2 separate regions of the Mus musculus genome follow, and region 2 is linked to region 1. A link is a contact called in public Hi-C data. All regions are on one chromosome and are shown on one strand. The core of a region is the stretch at or near the end of the contact, and the rest is flanking DNA. Distances in the headings are between cores, read along the strand shown. Region 1 has its middle 140 kb from the start of Gm23529. Region 2 overlaps Hdac9 (histone deacetylase 9).

Region 1 (7,034 bases), core at 2,725-5,224:
AGTAATATACAATTCCAGACTGATTTCTGTATACCCTGTATTCAAATGTGTCATGTCTTCACAATAGAACCCAGAAGTCTCCTATTTCATTTCTTGTCTGATTTGATTAGAACTTTTAGTTCTGTGTTAAATTTTTATGACAGAGGTATGTGTGTTACCTTATTCTTGGTCTCAGAGGAAAAGCTTTTAGTTTTTCATTATTGAGTATGATGTTAGTTATAAGTACATTACGCATGTCAATACCTGTGTAGAGGTACTTTCTTATATAACTAAATGGTTAAGTGTTTACATTCTGAAAGGCTGTTAATTTTTGGTCAAATGTTGGTATAAGAAATAAGAAAATGACTATTCAAAAGGTATAAAAATATCAGCTATTGGTATAAAGATAGACATGATAAATTTGTTCATTTGTTTATTATCATTACTCTTCCTCCCTACTCCTATATAAAGATATATATATATAATGTTCAAGATCAAAAAGCTATCATATAATTCCATAATTCTACATAGTGCAAATAAAAAATTGGAAATCACATAAAATGCCTAATAAAATAATACTATTTATCTTAAAAGTTGGCCATATGAAATACTACTGGGATGTGGAACAATGACAATACACACACACACAAACACACACACACACACAACTTACAAGAACGCCATCTGAGAGGCAGGCGTTTGAAGCATACACACAGTACGATTCCATCCATGCAAGAGGTTAAAAAATAAAGCCATCTAATATGTCCATGCTGTATGAATAATGTGATAGAACTGGACACACAAGGGCTTTAGACCCTAGAACATGTGTGAGATGTATGCTGTTGGTGTGGATTTTAGTGTGTGCAGTTTATAAAAATATATTAAGTCATATATTCTTGAGATAAGTATATGTATCTGTAAGTCTGCTATAGTTCCATGCATTTTTTAGTTTAGAATGGATTAAATGAAATTCTTGTTCTTCCCTGACTTACAAAGGTAAAATGGTTGAGAGGAGAGAGAGAGAGAGAGAGAGAGAGAGAGAGAGAGAGGGAGAGGGAGAGGGAGAGGGAGAGGGAGAGGGAGAGGGAGAGAATATGAATTACTATCGTCAGCATCTAGCTTTTAGCCTGGTTAAAGGAAAAGTAAACTCGAAGCTAAGTAATATGTGGCTATAAATACGGTCAAAATTAACAAACATTTTCCAGCAAGGCTTTTGATATTCTCTGCATGCAAGGTAATGGACAAGTCCTAAAGGAACCCTGTGAAGGCTACTAAAAGTCAGCTCACTGCAGGAGCACTTAGCTTCCAAGACCTGTATCACAGGCTCTCCAGACACTCCACAGAACACTGTGGTGTTTTCAGAAAGTGACTGCCACCTGAGGTCAGAAATCCACCCAGAAGCTGACCTCTAACCTTTAAGTTTCAATGTGAGTTAAACTAGAGAACTTTTAACAAGAATAATACTGACCTTATGATGTTAGCAAACTACCCATATTTTTAAAAACTGAAACTACATAGGTACAGTAATCTGTCTCATACTTCCTATTCTTCCTTCACCAAAATAAGTGAGTGTTGTCCACTGAGTGTCTCACTTGAAACTATTTCAAATATAAGCTCTCAATATACCTAATAGTTCATTAACATTTAGAAATTTTTAGGTCATTTCTGCCTCTTTTCAATATCAGAATGAAATGTTTAAGAGGAAATATTTTACAATGATTATAGGATTTTAAAAGTTCCATGTCACTGAAATTTAAGTCTTATAAAGCTTCAGAATAAACAGACTTGGGTGAATCATTTAGTATAGAGTCGATGTCAGCTCAGCAGAGTTAAAACTCTGGTGTTTGGGATGTTGAAAGGTTAGTTGTGCTGGAAACAAAAGAGAGAATTACTCAGCAGTACTTGCCACTTCCTATGTGCCAGGCACAGGTAAGGAGAGTTTCGTCCATTCAGTATTCAAGCAGCCCTAGTTTTAACAGGAGCTTAAGTAAAAACAGAGAGGGACATCCAACACAAAAATGTTTAAGTTTAGGACCCTTGGGTTTTTGCTTTTTTGTTTTTTTTTTTATAAGAAACCCTGATGAGTATTGCTATGAGTAAATTATAACTATCTATAATATTAGATATGTTATCTATTACATATAACATGCATTAAGTTGTATATATGCATATATTCTATGTCACCTATATATTCTCTGTATTAGTGTGTATCCTTGTTTCTACTCGTGGAGAATCGTTTTTATTATATTTAGGATCATAAACAATACATCAAAACCTGTAAAAGGTATTGAAATGTCAATATTCAAACCCGACTAAACACTCGATGCAAAGAAGATGCAATTAAAAGCGATAAGCGAATAAAAATCTACAATAAAATTTGAATAAGGAATGCACAAGGACAACGTGAAGAAGATTGGAAACCTGAAATAGCAAATTCTAAGAAGGTTGCATTTGGAGCCCCATTTCATTTACATTAAATGAGTAAAGTGGAACTGTGGGAAGCAGGCTGCCCTCGGTGATTTCAGAGTGGTTTTAAAAGTCACTCTCGGCTGGGTGTGGTGGCACATGCCTTTAATCCCAGCAATCGGGAGGCAGAGGCAAGCAGATTTCTGAGTTCGAGGCCAGCCTGATCTACAAAGTGAGTTCTGTTCTAGGACAGCCAGGGCTATACAGAGAAACCCTGTCTCGAAAAACCAAAAAAAAAAAAAAAAAAAAAAAAAAAAAAAAGTCACTCCCTTGCAGTTTCACTGAAAAACAGAAAATAAGTTGAGGAGCGTGCCAGAGTTCACAGGAAATTAGTACGTGCTGTATCCGAGGAATAAAAACTATTGGAAAGCCTTCTGTCGCAGTTCTTACTCTCAATCCTTCTAAGGGGGGAACAAATAGGTGAAAATTAAGCATGCATCTAAATTAAAAAAAAAAAAAGGTAAAACAATTCAGAGAGTACAACAAACAGAAACACTAGAGTAGCTGAGAGCAGTAAGAAAAATAAAACAGGAAATTAATTGTAAACTGAAAATTATTTGATGGTTAATTGTTTAGAAAAAAACAAAGTAATATAAAATTAGGAAAAACAAAAACAAAACAAAGAATAATAGAAAGTGCAAGTTATCTATGCGAGTAAGTGTGCACCAGTGAGCACAGGTGACAGAAGAGGCCAGAGTCTGTGGATTCCTGCAGCTGGAGTTATAGGTGGCTGGAAGCTGTTCGGTGTTCCTGGAGCTGAACTCAGTTCCTCTGCAAGAATAGTCAGCGCATGCTTTTAACTGCTGAACCGCCCCCTCTCTCACCCTCACCCCCATTATTAAATAAGGAGCTATATCCTCTTGAGAAGAGTGCTCTAGTATGGACCCGACTGTTTGATGTTGTATCCCCAGGGCATTCTGAAGCTGTAATGAAAATCTTATTTACTGGTTTTGAGTTTCCTTTTAAAATGGTGCCTGTATCTCTTAGATTTAGTGTGTGAACTAAAATAAAAATAAATTGCACTTGTCTGTTAGTGCTTAAAGCAAGGAAGGAATCTTTAGCGTATTTTGACCCTGATGTTTAATAAAATCTGCACCATTAAAAGGTCACAATGAGTCAAACGTACTCTATATGGATGCACAACAGTTACTGAATTTTATCTTTGAAACAACCTTTTAACGCAGGGGCAGTAGCCCATGAAAGTTCTGACAGTCACATTTCTCTTATTGGATGAAAAAGAGCAAGCTTACTTTTTTTTTTCCCCTGAATGCCTCTGGCCACTCCTGGAGATAAATCACACTGAACACACAACCCACCTTTCTATAGGGTAGAGTTTATTTGTGTCTTATTATTTATCAAACAGTAACTGAGGAATTTATGAATAATGAAACGCTTCTCAAAATAAATGAGGGATTCCTTTCGCTCCGTTATTAATTATAGACCCTAAACTGGACGCTTTGGTCAGGAGCGGAGGTGCTCAGAAGGAGCCGTACAAAGTGCAGGCCCTGCTGTGTGGGTAAACTGATGACTCAATTCTAATATTAGGTTGAGCCGGGCACTCGAACTCTGCCAAGCCAGCTCCACGGGGAGCCCCACTTCAGCCCACTCACGTTTCCTAATAACGTGTTCTGTTTCAACACAGCTCAAGCCGGCCCTGTTCCCCGTGGCATTTTGATGTGAAAATGAAGGCAGCGCGTACAATAATGGATTGTAGAGATTTTTTTAGGATAAGATTTTTAAAGCAGCGGGTTGAAAGGCCATGGCGGGTATTGTGACAACGGCACATAGCTATGACCTAATGAAAATTAGAAATGATTCGCCGTTAGTATCTCTCTTTTGTTGTTTTGTCACAAAATGACTCCCCCTGCATTAAGAGGAAGATAAATCAGCTGTTATTCTGAGCAGGAAGAAGATGCTGGCGGGGAGGAGGGGCACTTAGACCCGTATCCTTGTAAAAAATAGGAGTCTGAAGCAGATTTAATTTATAAACCTGAGGGCAAAGAAGTTTCATGTGACGCTGGCCATGCGTTTCTGTGTTTTGACATTAGGGATTTAAGCTATCAGGCTGGTTGAGATTTTTACGACCCCTTTAGACATGTTTATTTGAAATCTCCCTGGCTTTCCTTGGTGAACTTTAGCCATGCAAAAGAACCCCAGGGCACAGACTCACCTCTGGCAGATTTGTTTCCCATTTCTCTGCTCTCAGAACTCCAGCTCCACCAGTATTGCTACACAGATCAAAAGACCCGTGTTTATTGTCCAGGCCACATGGTGGAAAATATATCTCTGCATAAGCTCTGCATTGGGTTTCCTGCCTCGAGAAGACAAAATCCTTTCTGTTTAGAAACAAAGATTGTTCTTAGAGAGTCCTGGCCTTGCCTAAAAAGCTGTCCCGCCTAGCTGCTGGCAAACTCAGTACTGTTTCTGAATAGGGGAAAAAAAAATCATTGCTTCGGTTGTGGTTTTTTAATAACGCATCCCCCTTCCTTAGCGATCACAGCTTCAGAGGTCTTTGGAAAAGTCTCTCAGATTTCTGGACACCTTGTTCTTCCTCAGTCTGAAAAAAGTAAAAGAGTGCAGAGAGCAGGTGACTTGAATGTTTTTGCTGGATTTTGAGGGGTCAGCCACACATCAATCTCATCACTTTCTAGGTTTCTCCTCCATGATTCTGCAAGTGCTTATTCGGGGAATTAAAGAAAGTCCTTTTAATTGAGCAGATCCTGAATTAGTGCAACACCGTGGGGCATTGGGTATTACTCAGCAGCAAGGATTCAATTACCAAGGTCAACACAGATGTAGCTAAGTCCTCCAGGAACCTATTTTATCCTAAAAAGTCCACATGCAGCCACAGAGGGTTTTTTTTTTTTTTTAATTAGAATCCCTCTCTGCAATACAAACTTGTGAAAAGTGCTCCACTTTGCTACAAGAATAGGCTGTTTCTGCCAACGGCTTGAAGTGATCTAAGAATCTGCATGATAAAGCTTAGAAATCAGAAGAGACAATCTATGGACTAGAAAAAATTCCCTATATACCATGTATGTGACAAAAAATTCAAAGCCAAAATATTTCAGAAATTCACCCAACTCAGTAATGTGATAAACAAACAGCCTGGTTTTTAAAATGACAAAAGACTCTCATTCTTCCAAGGAGGAGAAACAAATTAGCGAATGCATGAAGCCTGCTCCATGTCATTAATCATCAAGGAAATGAAGATCAAAACCACACTGAGGGGTTACCCCTGCCTGCTAAGCCATCTAGGATCTGAACACTAGATGGGTGTTAATGAAGACATGGAGAAAGGGGAGTCTTTGTGTGGCGTTGAGAGAAATGTAAATTAGAATATCCATTATGGAAGACCATACTGTGTTCCTCCTGGAACTCGTAACCGAACTACCATACGACCAGAAATCTTGCTTACTGCTAGCTCCTCAAGGAAATTGAAATCAGTATGTTGAAAAGATATCTGCATCCTAATCCCTGTTCACTACAGAACTATCCACATAAGCCAAGATATGGAGCCAATCCAAGGATCCCTCAGCAGATGGAATGGATTAAGGAAATGTGCTATTTTGGGATGATGCAATGTTAGTCAACTTGAAAAAAAATTCTTTTTGACATTTTCAACAACTGAGATGAAACTGGGGAACATTATGCGTCATAAAATAATCCAGTCAAATGTTTCATGACCTTGTTTCTATATAGACTGTTAAATAATTTAAGTAAACAATCAAAAGTTCACCTTTTAGTCCCACAACCTCAGAAGCAGACAGGAGAACGGTGCTCAGTGAAGACTGCCGAGGAAGAGCATGGGGCTATGTTGGCCAAAGGGTAGAGTTTCAGTTAGGCAGGATAAATAACTTCATAGAGAATACAGTCACTACAAATTCAAAATTTAAGAGAGTAAATATTAAATGTTAGCACCCCCACACCACCAGCTAGATCTGGTAATTGAATCCCTAATAACCTGATAAGGTGAAGGGATTTCTTTATGGTGATAATTACACAAGGTACACAACAGCATTCGCCCGAATGCATGAAATTGTCCTTTGTTAGTCATACCTTGACAAAGCTAGTGGGGAAATGGGGCCCAAAAGGTTAACTATGGTTTCTGGGCAAGAACATTGCTTCCAGAACCCTGTATAATAAATTCCATCATAGTGTGACCACTTCGACCCTTTGCTTCCCTCCTCCTGTCCTCCCTAGTTCCCTTTGTCAGTCCTCCCTCTACTTACCAACAAGCTTTGCTTTATCTCATAAAATAAACCATTGCCATGCTAGTAATCGCCTAAAACAGGTTAAAGCTTTATAGAATATGTAAATGCAATATGCATACATATATAATATAAATACAAGTCATAATTTTGAGCACATTTTGCAATTTTATAATCTAATTCTCCATTCATGAAGAGCTAAATACCACTGGTCTCCTTCACCTTTAATTTTTCCTGATTCAGTTTCATTTGCTTAATGTCCTTTCCCGTGGTGGACTGAGGTACACACACTACTGAGGTAGTAATAATAAGCCTTTTATCAGGTGTACATGCCTAGAGCATGTTTGTTGTGCTCACTTTCAAAGACGCCCAAACAAT
Region 2 (7,034 bases), core at 2,627-5,126, 480 kb before region 1:
CCTCATTGGTCAGCCCACAGAAAGATTTTTAAACTGTGCAGTCTCGTTAGAGTCTGGGAAGAGTCTCTGAGACCACTCAACACTTAACAATGAAAAAAAAACATAAATCAGTAAAATCAAATGAATCTTGGTAGCTGTTAACCTTTGCCTCTGCTCTAGGAAACTTGTCCAATTGGCCTGTCTACCAGAAAAGCCCCACTCTCCTCCTGCTCTCCTCTGTGCCAAAAACAGGAAGGAAGGAAAGAAGGAAGTAAGGAAAGGGAGGGAGGGAGGGAGGGAGGAAGGAAGGAAGGAAGGAAGGAAGGAAGGAAGGAAGGAAGGAGGGAGGGAGGGAGGGACGAAAGAGAGAGGGGGGGAATTCCAACACCAGCGAGAACATATAATAAAGTTTTAGATGAATTATTGTTCTAGTACACACCCTGAGGTTGAGAAGGAAAGAACATCCAGGACTAACAGACCTGATTGTTCTGGCAAAGGTGCCCTTCAATTCAGCTGGCATCTCTGGGTTTTTCTTTTACTATGGTATTCCCACTTCATTTAAAAAAAAAAAAAAAAGGTTAATTGTTCAAGTAGCAATTTTTAACATTACTATTTTGTTCATTTTTCTCCAGGAGAACTCCTACTTCCAGGTCTCTTGAGGGTTTCCCAAAGGGAGTGATGCCTAGAGTCTTATTTAGTTGTAGGGACAGCTGTCATTCTGCTAACAAGTTCATTGGGCCATGGATTCTTCCTTTCTTTATTGTTTCCCAAGCAAGGCACAGATCTTGGCTTAGGAATCTTGAGTACTTCACCACTTGTCCTTCTTAGATCCCGTGAAAAGGACTTAATCACAGCAGTTCAAAAACCAAATTATAGCGCAATAATGAAAGGACTTGAACCTGTAATCATAGTGTGATTATTATCTAACTAAAGTTTCTACAAAAATACGTGATTGTTTTTTTTTTTTTTTTTTTTCTAGGCAAGTATTGGAAGTCAATCAAGATGGTGGCTGCTGCAAGGGGCGGTGCTCTGCCTGCTTCTCAGCTGCAAGAGGAGACAGAGACCGTTTCTGCGCTAGCCTCCCTGACGGTAGATGTGGAACAGCCATTTGCTCAGGAAGATGGCAGGTATGGATCCAGCATGAGGGAATGAGGTGGTCCGCGATGTCCAGACTCATTGCTGGCATTCTGGAACTTTCTTTCTGCTTCCTCTACCTGTTTTCTCCAAAGCCGCAGATGGCAGAGTGTATGATACAGGCTGTGGAGAGCTAAACTGTTTCGTTCTTCCTGGGAAAACAAACCTGGAGGACGTGGTTCCCCAGACGTGGTTCCCAGAGAAAGGCGCTGAGATCGAGAGTGAGAAATATCACTCCTTGTTGGATAATTTAGTGCAGACCGCTGTGGAAAGAGCTGCCTGGGGACCTAACTCCTCCTCCTTATCTCTGTTTTCCCAGATGTTCCCTTTCTTTCTCTCAGCATTTGAAATTTCTGCTATAACAAAGGGAACACAGGAAGGCAGAGGCTGTGTGTGATGTTAGTCAAGGGCCAGCCATTTTATACATATGTGAGTCTCCTTGAGGTCCATAAGGATAGAGGTGGAAGATGTTTGTCAAGGAGACGGGGATGTTAATGAAGGAGAACTGAGCCTGGTTTTATTCTGTAAGAGGACAATGTTCTTAATTTCTTTTCCTATGTACATAGATTGAGGGTCATGTAGAGCTTACTTGTTTACTTTTAAAGACATCATGGTGAGTTGGTAATATTTTCCTACCCATTCTCTCATCATGGCGACCACACCTAACTCAATAGTTCCTTACAATGTAAGTTGCCCGGTGTACTGCGTGTGATAAGCCATACTGATGTTTTCCACAGCTGATTGCAAGGTGACATCCTTTCTCAGGACATGTGTCAGGCAAGACACAGAAGAGACTCTGAGGCTCACACTCACATTTAAGTTGCTTCTGAGAAGGAACTCCAACTCCTTCTACCAGTTAACAGCACTGCTAATTACATGGAGCCTGTCACTCCCCAAATGCACCAGTGTGAACAGTCTGGATTCCTTACAGTCACTGGGTACTCTAAGTATAATGGATTTAACATCTTGTTTGGGCCCAAAGAGTTGATAAGTTGAATAAGAGATTTCACTTGTATGTCTGTGTTTTCTCGTGCTATAAGCACTTTAGGAGAAGACTCTCAGTGTGGGGAGCATTGATGTATTGCTGAATTAGAAGGCATTCTCTTGCAGTATCTGGAGAAAGGGAAAACGTATTTTACATTTTTGATATTATGAACTAGCTCCCTGCTGTTTCCAGCTAAGAACTGAACCAAGTTCATAATCCAAAGGTGTTGCAATTATTCCCAAGGCCAAAACCAGTTAGTTGTCTGTCATCTGAGGGCCATAAAACTGAGGAAACTAACATCTGTTAGTGTTGGTTATAAAAGAGCGAAGCTATTCTTTAGAAGCCATTTAATACAGAAAAATGAGGTGAATTCCACCCTGGGTGAAGTGAATTATAAGTAGTTCAGCCCATGAAATTGCAGAGCTTGGAATAATTAACAATAATATGAGATGTTGTGAACCCCAAGCAATATAAAAACCTTGGCACATTGGCAGGAGTTGCCTCTACAAGCATATTTGCTTATCCTGTGGTAAAGCACGTGCTTGGCTCTGATAATCTATAAGAATGAACCAAGCTTTGGTCCACAGTGACTCTAATCTTCCACTGATGGCATACAGGGAGTACCAGTGTCCTGATGAGCAGGAAGGCAGAGGGGAAGCCCAGTTTCATGTTTGTTTATTCTTTTGAGACAGAGTATACCAATTGTGAAATTTTTTTTTCCTGTGAGGGGGAAAATGGTTTGACTTGAACTATTTTCTATGTTTTTGTATTTCATTCAACAAAGGAGCAGGAAAAGAAATCTCCTAGAACCAGATCGTGTGTTTCAGTTAATTTGTGTATGACCCTCATGGAAGAGATGATGGAGAGATGGGGGTGGGATGGGGGATGGAGTGATTGACCAAGGATTGCTATCAGAATTGTCTTCCTGCTCAGCAGGCAAAGATAAAGGAAATGCCCCTGGGCTTTTGTTGTGAATGCAATATTGTGATCACACAGGAAATTGAAAAATTAGAAAAAAAATCAGAATTAAATGGATGGAAAAGAGCAAAGGCAAATTCTTTTTATAGGAAATTCTTGCCAGTTATTTTGGACGATATATTGGTGTTTGGAGTGAGATGACTCATTTCAAACTCAGATTCTGGGTAAGGCGGCCCTTTTCTTGGCCAACTCATATCTGACTCATTTACCACTAGTGAATAAGGGATAAAATGCTCCTGGCTAAGAACCATTTTAAGTATTTTCTGTTCATTTTCTTGAATGGGGGTGGGGTGACCCATTTCATCTTTACGACCACACTTATGGGCCTTGAAAAATATAGTATTAGGGGAAACTGGCCAGTGGGAGCTCATGCGAGGAATAGTTCCCAGATACACAGCTGTCATGTGTCCTTTTTAGGTGGCCAAGGACTTAAATGGGAAGGGAATGATGGGCGGGTCAGTAGAGAGTGGAAAACAAGGCTCAGATCCTGTGCATGAGAGGGAGTCAAAGAAAAAAATAAAAGGCTCGGCTTGATTGAGGCAGGTTGTGCTGAGTGTTAGCTCTCTTGTTTGCCAAGACGACATGCCTGAAAGATCTGTGCTATGCTTTGGTAGCTGTTTGGGTTTTGATGCTTTGACTTTAAGAACGTTAGAAGCAGCCTTCAACTTTATCCTAGAGGAAAGGTCGGTCTGCCCCTAGTGACTTCAGGATGACCAGCTATTAAGTGTTAGAAGCATGTTGGCACTCCAAAATTCTTGGCCCAGTCATTTTCCTTTTTCAGCTGGAAACAAAAAGTGAAAGCTAGATGTTCACATGAAAGCCTGAGCTGCTGCGAGTCATGTTCAATTATCTGAATTTAGTCTGTTGTGCCAGTGAAAAATCATTTAATTTTCCACATTTGATTATCTTTCTCATGAAAGAGGTAGTTTCAAGCCTTTGTATCATCATTATCTGACTTGAAAAACTTAGATTTTATTTCTCCTTCAGTTTGATAGCTTTTCTGGGAGGGATGTTGTGGCTTGACATGTGTGCTCTTTGAGAACTTGCTACATCTTTTCAGGGCTTTGCTGGTTTTAAATGTTTCTGTCAAATAACCAAGTCTTGATCTGTTAGGACTGCCTTTAAAAGTGACTTTTAAGTGGTCTTTCTCTCGTATATCTTTTAATATCCCCTCTTTATTCTGTGCTTTTAAATGATTTAACTAAAAGCTATCCATACTCTGAGGTAGTTTCTACAGCCCCTGCACATACAGAGAGAGAGAGAGCACTAAGTGGATCTTTCTATTTTCCTCTCATATGTTATATCCTGACTGCCATTTCCCCTTCCTCCATTCCTCCCAGTATCTCGCCCCACCTCCTTTCTCCTCCAAATCTACTCATTTCTCTTAAAAAAAAAAAAAAAAAAAAAAAATCAGGCCTCCCAGGGATATCATCCATATCACTGAATACAGCATAACAGGTTACAATGAAACTAGGCATAAACACTCACTCATACCAAGGCTGGTCAAGGACACCCAGTAGGAAGAAAAGGGTCACAGGCAAATGAGTCACAGATACTGATACCCCCAACTTCCACTGTTAGGACTCCCGCAAGAACACCAAACCGCACAACCATAAAATATGTGCCAAGAACCTAGATCAGACCCATACAGGGTCCATGTTTGTTGCTTCTGGCTCTTTATTAAGTCCATATGATTCCTGCTTAGTTGATTCTGTGGGTCTTGTTCTCCTGAAGTCTTTAGCCCCTCTAGCTTTGATAGTACACCCTCCTCCCTCTTCGGGGGGGGGGGGGGAGTGAGGGGGGCAGCAGGGTTGGTTCCCAGAGCTCTACATAGTGTTTGGCTGTGGGTCTCTGCATCTGTTCCCATCAGTTGCTGCATGATTCCCCTCTGATGACAATTGAGCTAGGCACTGATCTTTAAGTATACTGAATATCATTGGAAATCATTTCATTGACTTTTTTTTTTTTTTTTTGGCAGCCATGTTTCTTTCTCTCCTGGCTCTCTGAGCCATCTGAGGCAGTATAAGGAGTAGGATACTTCTCATGGTGTGGACCTGAAGTTGGACCAGTCATTGGTTGGCCACAAGTTCTGTGCCAACATAACCCCAGGACACCTTGCTGGCAGGACAGTTTGTAGGTTGAAGCTTTTGTGGCTGGGTTGGTGTCCCAGTCCCACTTCTGGGAGCCTTGCCTGGTTGTAGAAGATAGTCAGCTAATGCTCTGTATCTCACAGCACTACGATGCCTTGCTAGGTCACTTTTGTAGGTTCTGGGGAGTTTCCACTGCACTTCACTGCTCCAAATCCTGTTGTCTCTTCAAGTACTCTCCCTCCTCCTTCCCCCAAGCCCCCCACTGGATCACTCTTGTCCCATCCCTATCAACCCCCTATGTGCCCCCCAAAATCTATTATTTCCACTTCCCAGGGAGATTCATGCCATGCCAACTTGAAAAGTCCTTGTTACTTAGCCTCTCTAGATCTGTGGATTGTAGCATGATTATCATTTACCTTACAGCTAATTTTCTCTTATAAGTGAGTACATACCATGTTTGTCTTTCTGGGTCTGGGTCACCTCACTCATAAGGATCTTTTCTAGTTTTGTCCATTTGCCTACAGATTTCCTGATGTCATCATTTTAACAGCTGAGTAATACTTGATTATATAAATGTACCACATTTTCTTTATCCATTCTTTTTTTTTTTTTTTTTTTTTTTTTTTTTTTTTTTTTTTTTTTTTGTTTTTTTTTTTTTTTTTTTTCCATTTTTTATTAGGGATTTAGCTCATTTACATTTCCAATGCTATACCAAAAGTCCCCCTTACCCACCCACCCCCACTCCCCTACCCACCCACTCCCCCCCTTTGGCCCTGGCGTTCCCCTGTACCGGGGCACACAAAGTCTGCGTGTCCAATGGGCCTCTCTTTCCAGTGATGGCCGACTAGGCCATCTTTTGATACATATGCAGCTAGAGTCAAGAGCTCAGGGGTACTGGTTAGTTCATAATGTTGTTCCACCTATAGGGTTGAAGATCCCTTTAGCTCCTTGGGTACTTTCTCTAGCTCCTCCATTGGGAGCCCTGTGATCCATCCATTAGCTGACTGTGAGCATCCACTTCTGTGTTTGCTAGGCCCCGGCATAGTCTCACAAGAGACAGCTACGTCTGGGTCCTTTCAGTAAAATCTTGCTAGTGTATGCAATGGTGTCAGCATTTGGAAGCTGATTATGGGGTGGATCCCTGGATATGGCAGTCTCTACCTGGTCCATCCTTTCATCTCAGCTCCATACTTTGTTTCTGTAACTCCTTCCATGGGTGTTTTGTTCCCACTTCTAAGGAGGGGCCTAGTGTCCACACTTCAGTCTTCATTTTTCTTGAGTTTCATGTGTTTAGGAAATTGTATCTTATATCGTGGGTATCCTAGGTTTTGGGCTAGTATCCACTTATCAGTGAGTACATATTGTGTGAGTTCCTTTGTGATTGTGTTACCTCACTCAGGATGATGCTCTCCAGGTCCATCCATTTGGCTAGGAATTTCATAAATTCATTCTTTTTAATAGCTGAGTAGTACTCCATTGTGTAGATGTACCACATTTTCTGTATCCATTCCTCTGTTGAGGGGCATCTGGGTTCTTTCCAGTTTCTGGCTATTATAAATAAGGCTGCTATGAACATAGTGGAGCATGTGTCCTTCTTACCAGTTGGGGCTTCTTCTGGATATATGCCCAGGAGGGGTATTGCTGGATCCTCCGGTAGTACTATGTCCAATTTTCTGAGGAACCGCCAGACTGATTTCCAGAGTGGTTGTACAAGCCTGCAATCCCACCAACAATGGAGGAGTGTTCCTCTTTCTCCACATCCTCGCCAGCATCTGCTGTCACCTGAATTTTTGATCTTAGCCATTCTCACTGGTGTGAGGTGGAATCTCAGGGTTGTTTTGATTTGCATTTCCCTGATGATTAAGGAT

The links. A called contact is a pair of places that touch in the nucleus more often than the background predicts.
Region 2: a contact with region 1 is called in a Hi-C map of uterus, with 5 times the contacts expected there. The contact joins two enhancer-like sites. A contact is called at or near these places in 2 of 484 Hi-C or Micro-C datasets (both in uterus).

The regions. Positions count from the first base shown.
Region 1 is chr12:33,590,156-33,597,189 of GRCm38.p6, reverse strand. No RefSeq gene overlaps it. Among named protein-coding and RNA genes, the nearest start is that of Gm23529, 140 kb to the right of the region's middle. Within about 2 kb of position 3,974, at least 24 of the 459 cell types and tissues checked have an H3K27ac peak or open chromatin away from gene starts, as enhancers often do. A contact at or near this core is called in uterus, where this site is marked.
Region 2 is chr12:34,072,548-34,079,581 of GRCm38.p6, reverse strand. It overlaps Hdac9 (histone deacetylase 9), which reads left to right. Exons shown (of 28, transcript NM_001271386.1): 27 at 959-1,106. Among named protein-coding and RNA genes, the nearest start is that of Gm40384, 11 kb to the left of the region's middle. Within about 2 kb of position 3,876, at least 77 of the 459 cell types and tissues checked have an H3K27ac peak or open chromatin away from gene starts, as enhancers often do. A contact at or near this core is called in uterus, where this site is marked.